Linked DNA regions of Macaca mulatta: region 2 is linked to region 1. The links are chromatin contacts, called in public Hi-C maps. All regions are on one chromosome and are shown on one strand. Each heading gives the region's core, a stretch centred on a gene start, on an enhancer-like site or on the middle of the called end of the contact. The rest is flanking DNA. Distances are from core to core; before and after follow the strand shown.

What was found. Hi-C and Micro-C count contacts between places; a contact is called where the count stands out from the background.
Region 2: a contact with region 1 is called in a Hi-C map of fetal cortical plate, with 2.0 times the contacts expected there. The contact joins two enhancer-like sites. A contact is called at or near these places in 2 of 14 Hi-C or Micro-C datasets (fetal cortex germinal zone and fetal cortical plate).

What each region holds. Positions count from the first base shown.
Region 1 is chr14:122,962,588-122,965,787 of T2T-MMU8v2.0, forward strand. The region is part of intron 1 of LOC106993508 (a long non-coding RNA gene); the gene reads right to left. Among named protein-coding and RNA genes, the nearest start is that of BLID, 150 kb to the left of the region's middle. Within about 2 kb of position 1,759, at least 12 of the 40 cell types and tissues checked have an H3K27ac peak or open chromatin away from gene starts, as enhancers often do. A contact at or near this core is called in fetal cortex germinal zone and fetal cortical plate, where this site is marked.
Region 2 is chr14:123,095,136-123,098,335 of T2T-MMU8v2.0, forward strand. No RefSeq gene overlaps it. Among named protein-coding and RNA genes, the nearest start is that of UBASH3B, 180 kb to the right of the region's middle. Within about 2 kb of position 1,471, at least 13 of the 40 cell types and tissues checked have an H3K27ac peak or open chromatin away from gene starts, as enhancers often do. A contact at or near this core is called in fetal cortex germinal zone and fetal cortical plate, where this site is marked.

The DNA.
Region 1 (3,200 bases), core at 509-3,008:
TGCTGGCTACAAATAACGGCACCTTCTCCGGCTTTTATCTGTGTTTAGTCCTCAAATCTCTGTAATGCTATGGGTTATTAATGTATCCAGCCACATAATTAGGTATGGAGCGTTCTAAGACATATATGTTTCTTTGGCATTATTGGGAATAAAATGCATTAAGCTGAACTAAAAGGAAGTGCCTGCTGACAAAAAAGAGTTTATCATATATGTAATCTACATTCCATTTTAATCAACACCCACTAGAACTGAAATTAACTATACGGTACAGTTCTTTGTTCATTTCAGTGGTTTTTATGAAAAGAAGCTAAGAAAATAGTGATTAAAAAAGGAAAGCTAAATATTTAGCTGTAGAAAAGCATATAATAAGATTAATTTTCCTCCATAAATGAAATCATTTTGGTTTAAACGCAAGCCTGGATTTTGGTTAATGTTGAGTGGGTTTGTGTTGGGGGCTGTGTGTGTTTACTTGCACGTGTTGTGAGTACCGGCTTACATTGGATATGTCTGTGTTAACTTGTATTGAATAGATTCTGGGCTAACCACCTGAAACAAATAAAGACTTCTTTTATCTTATTTTACAGAAACCTCAAAAAAAATCAACTCTTCTGAAAAACAATGCTCTGCCTTTCAGTTTTCAAGGACATTAAAATATTGCTAACTTGAAAACACAAGAAGAAAGAGGGTGGTATAAGTAACAGCTGATCTCACTCACTTTTAAATATAAATCATTTCAAATGGAATGATGTCCTTTGCATCTGATGCTATCTGTGATTTTGTCCCTCTTTTCTGGTGCATGAAAAGCAATGCTTCTTTCCTCTGCACTTCTTGTTAGAATTGAAATAATTTTCAAGCAAGATATGGAAAATATCATGAAGGTTAACATTTTTCTCTAACTCCATAAACACGACAGAAAGTCTCACCTGAGCACAGGTATTCACAGCCAAGCCGTAGCAGAAGCTGCAAAACAGTATCACCTCATTTCCCTCTGCTATTCATTCCTTTTCTTGGGACTATCACTCCAAAGAGCAAATTGTTTTCTTCCTAAAGAAAATAGCTCAGACAATAATTTTACCCCTGTTAACTTGTGAGGTAACCACACAAGCTGAGAAATTTGGAACTAACACTCAAAGAGAAAACCCAAACAATAGAGCAGAAAAACTGAGTTGCAGGGACCGGGAATGAGAGTCTAGCAAGCTTTTATAATGAGGAGAGGTGTTAGAAATCAGGATAAAGCAAGTCCTTATCAAGATAAAGCAAGGGTAGACAGGGGGGCACAGGAACCCCCATCAAACCCTGTCACTTAAGAAAGAGAAAATTCTAACAAGGTTGAGGAAGAGAAAGGAAATGGTGCTAAATAGCTGGCGAGGTGACCCACCGTCCTGTTTGCTCCTTGGCTCTTGCCGAGGGGAATAACAGCCACAGCAGTGACAACGGAGTTCTAATGTGTCAGGTGCAACCTCTGCCCCGTGCTCTCTACCTCCCAAAAAGGAAAGAAAATCATGCCTCAGATAGAACACAACAGGAACGAGCAGGCGCCATCGTCAAGTCCCGGACCCCATCAGCACCGGCTGGTCTATGAAAGCCTCGGATCAAGGGTCCCATTCAAAGGCAACGAAGAACCAGAGACAATGGCAAATCAAAAACTGGCAGGGTTTCTGGAATAATTTAATTCCTCACTCCAGAATTTAGATGGGTATAGCAAGAAACACAGGCGAGAGCTCCTTCACACCAAGACGCGAGCATATGCCTGCCTCTCTGTGGATGTATTTTTAGACATAATATCATGGGGAAGGCAGCCTGTGCACTCATCAACAGCATTTGCTTCCTAACGTGGGTGCAGCCTCTTTTTCACTCTGAGAGTAGCTGATGAGCAGAGGAAGCAATCCACATTTCTCACCAAGCCAAAGGTCAGGAAGGAGGACCCCAAACCACAATCCATTGTCTCTGTGCTCAGAAAGCATTAAATACATTTTCAAGATGTGTTCCAGTATGAGGTCATGCCGCGTGGCAATTCGTTCACTTCCTATGTTTCCACAAATGACTTATTCTATCACCCAAAAGCATAACCAGAAAAAGAAATCACACCTTGACAAAGACAATTCAAACACTGTAGACGAAGGATAAAAATATTTGACAGGATATCTATTATTAATAACATGTACTAAACTTTTTAACATGTCTGTTAAAAGCAAGAGATGGATAATGTTTTATGTCAGATTTAAATGTGCTTTAGAATTGGATATTCCTCGCACTCACTTCAAGCTTCAAATATTTAAAATAATAAACACACACAAAAAATAGCTCAGCTCTTTAAAATGTGATAAACTAGAAAGGAACAACTCAGCCTTTGCAAGCAAATTAACCATAGTCTGGTATATTCTTATCTGATCTGGGGAATTGTCCCTTCTTGTGGAGGATTTAAAAATTTTTAAAGACTCTTTTAAATTTTTCATATTAAAGTAGTAATCAAATATGTATGTGGACATATTTATACACAGAAAAAATTCTCAAGTTAACTTAAACTTATGAGAGAAATCCAAGGAATAGTAGGTCAAACCATCAGAAAAGAAAAATAACCATAAAAGCAATTTTTAACCACCTACCAATTTCTAGTTTCATGCACTTCTGGAATACAAATGGACTGAATGGAAATGAATGAAACTAATTTTTCACAACCACTATATTGCAAAACAAAATTACTTAAAATGAAGAACAAACAGCCCACCTTCCATATTTTTGAGTCAGAATTTGTTTGTGTCAGAATTAGTTTTTTTTAAAATGTCATATGTAAGTAATCTATAAAAGAGAGTTACAGGATGGATTATTTCTAACTCTACAAATAAGCATTCTGAGTTTTGATTTTCCTTTAACGATTGAAACAGTTTACAATTTCACATTGTAAATCTCACTAGGACTGAATAATGCTCTCACATGGATTGACAAAGAAAGAATAATTCATGTCAGACCAAAAGGCTTCTTTCAGTCAGTTTCATGCAGCTTTCTTCCAACAGATCTGGGCCAAAACAAATGTAGAATCTTGAGCTGAACTATCCATCACATTTCCCTAGTCTTTCAATTAATGACACTGCAATCAGATCGATAGAATGTAATAAGAAAAGAGCTTTGCATTTCTATACCTATTAATTCGCTGAGTAACTCCAGCAGTAAAACGTGACCTGAAAGGAAAAACACTCAAG
Region 2 (3,200 bases), core at 221-2,720, 130 kb after region 1:
CTCACATCTCATCTGGTCAAGCTTGACTAAAATTATCTTATGAACCACCCAAGTAAACCCTTGCCTTTGTCTCTTCAAATGGTGTCGATGATCTGTCTATGTACACACACACCAAACTGATATAGTATCGCTAGCAGTGTTTCTTTAAAGAGGAGATCTTTTGGAAGGCAGGACACTCTACAGTAAGAGCCTTTTGCTGTGCAAGGTTCAGAGCTGTTGCTGTGGCAACTCCCACAACCTCGCTGAGTATCCAAATAAATAGTTTGTTCTTTTTTTTTCTCCCTATGTAAGAAGGGGGAGGGGGACGATCGATGAGACTTGCTATCGGCATCCATTTGGAGTTCTGGAGTCAGTGCAAAAAATTGAGGTTTCCTAAAACGACAAAGAAATAAAGGCTTTGGGAAAAGCCCACACCCCTCAAAGGCTGCAGATGGAAAATGGAAGGGAACTGTGTGCGGGAACCTTAGCAGGCGCCGTCGCTTTGAAAAGAAGCTCCCAGCAGCAAACACCCAGGCAGAAAGAAAGCAAGCTACGGGGTTCCGACCCCACATTCCGGCGGAGAGCTCGGGCCTCTCTGCGGGGGGACACCCAGCCTCCTCCGGCCTGCCCCCCACCCCACTCTCCCTCCTCCGCTCCCACCGCCGCCGCGTCTAAACAGCCCAGGATCTCCGGTTAAACAAAGAGAGTGGTATGCCCTAAAAAAAAAAAAAAAAACTTTTATTTTCGTGTAATAGGTGATATGTGGAAAATTAATTACAGGAAATAGCACAGCGAAAGGCAGCAGCGGCATTCGTCTTTAAATGGATATGGTCCCCCCCTTCTCCGCCCCCCTCCTGGCTCTTCCTCAGCCGGGCGCAGACAGACACCGCCCCTACCCTCCCCCCAAACTCTTTTATTATCAGTTGAATCACGTCTCGTGCCAAGCAAAAGGTCATTTCAGGTCATCTTGGAGATGAAAGGACGGGTAATGTATGTGAAGGTGCGGGAATTGGCAAGCCCCCCAAAAATATACATATACATATATACATATACATATACATATACGTATACATATACATACACATATACGTATACATATACATATACATACACATACAGAGAGACAGAGAGAGGTGGGCAGCAGGGGGGCGCGCGGTAGTGGGGATGTGAGAAGCGCCAGCATTCTAACAAGAACAGAGTGATGCCAGAAAGACACAGGAAATGTTTCAAAGCATGACAAGCACTATCCAATCTGTAGCTAATTCCTTATAAAAATAAGAATGTGGCTTATAATTGTGAGATGCCTGGAGGGTAATTAAAGTTTCTAATTGTTCTCATCCAGAATCTCATTTTTGACCGTTCATCAGAGAGCGAGAGATGCCGCCCATTGCGAAAGTGCACGTTCTGGAAACGTGCTGCATCTGCGGGGCTTTGGGGAACGTGCTCTGCTGGGGCAGGGAGGCGGGACATATCAGACTGAGAGCCTCCAACAGAAGGGGGTTGGGGGCAGAGGGTTGGCCTGGTCCAGTCACCCTCTTGAAGGGGATTTAACCACCAGGGTAGTGGGCAGTATATTTAGGCTGTTTCGGTAGCAAGCACAGATCTCTTTGTTTGGAGATAAGAAAAGAAAAAAACGAAACAAAACTACCTCGCATAGAGTTGTTGTTAATGTTTTCCCTACACAGTTTACTGGGTAGGGATGGCATGGTTTTTTATTTCTCTACTAAAAGAGACGCCACTACCTCCTTTGAGTTTGTAATTCAATGCCATTTCAATAAAGACAATTGGCTCTCGCGCTCTCTGAATTCTTGCCAAGCATTTTCCCTTTTCTTTTCCTTCCCACTGCTGTATTTGAATGTCCTGTATTTGTCTCACCAATTTTTTTTTCTAAGAAGCAAGGTCTTTTTTTTTTTTTTCCCAATAACGCAGATGCCAACAGCAATCTATCAAGCGAATGGGAGGTTTGGGTAATAAATCGTTTGCTCCTAGATACGAGAAGTTTCTTACATGGCAACTCCCCCTATGGCCTCCGCTGCCATGGGCTCCGCTCCACTCCCTCTTCTTACTAGTCAAACTCCATCTACCAGCCCCCATTCTTTCCACACCCACAGCATTTCAAACAGGAAGGCTTCTGAGGCAACCAGTTAAAGGTAAGCTGATTAGTGACAGGTTCTGTAATAGTAAAGCCAATGAGATTTGGTGAGATTCATCTGTTACCCCACCCGTCCTGGAAAATAGCTTTTTACAATGGTTATCATCTCAATGTGTGGCACCTGCTACAGAAACCGGCCTCCATACATGCCTATTCCCCAACTCACATCATTATAAAGGCATACTCACTGAAGTTATACTGGCTTCCTCATTACTAGAGTCATGTGTTTCTAAACAAATAAGTCATTTCTGTAACTATTGTAGTTGCTAGCAGCAGAAAGCTCAACGTCCTAAGGGTTTGAAGGGAATGGACTCAGTTCTTGACAAAATGGTATTCGTATAGTTGGGGTGTAGGGAAGTGGTTATTGTGCAGAATGAAGGGAGGAAGGAATAGAGAGTAGTCCACAGGGTCGAGCAAGATACCTTGATTTAGCTGAAGTCAGCAGCTGCCTGATTAATAATGGAAGTGCTGTTAATAAGTGGATGAGGATTGGCTGATGCTTACACCAGTCAGAGGACGTGGCACCCCCAAGTAACCAATAAGACTTCTCAGGCATTCATCCTTTTCCATTGGTTACATGCACCCTGATGAAAAACCCCAAGGCAAATCTGATGATGTCGGCTGGGGCATGCAACTGTCACATACAGAAGATGGCAAGATTCCTCTATTTATCATTTCTGTTGAGCAGTATTGTATTATACACACAAGCAAAGCAACAATATTCCATGTTCATATCTTGCTAGATCACCTAGAAGTTCCAACAAACTTAAAATACGGTCAGGCATTTCCCATGCCCTGCTGAGAAGGAAGAAAGAAAGGGATCTAGTAGTGATTAATCACTATGTTTCATGTGATAGTCACTTTAAAACACTATCACTCAGTCCTCACATCAACTCTGTGGATAGTGTAATTATTTCATTCACTGACGAGGAAACTGACAATCAAGGTGAGTTGAGTAACCAAATTAGAGATCACCACACATCTAACAAGGCAAGGGAAGAAAGCTCACATTTAGTGAGCACCCTTGTTTCAGAGACTATGCTTAACTTATTACATATCTACTTCCAAA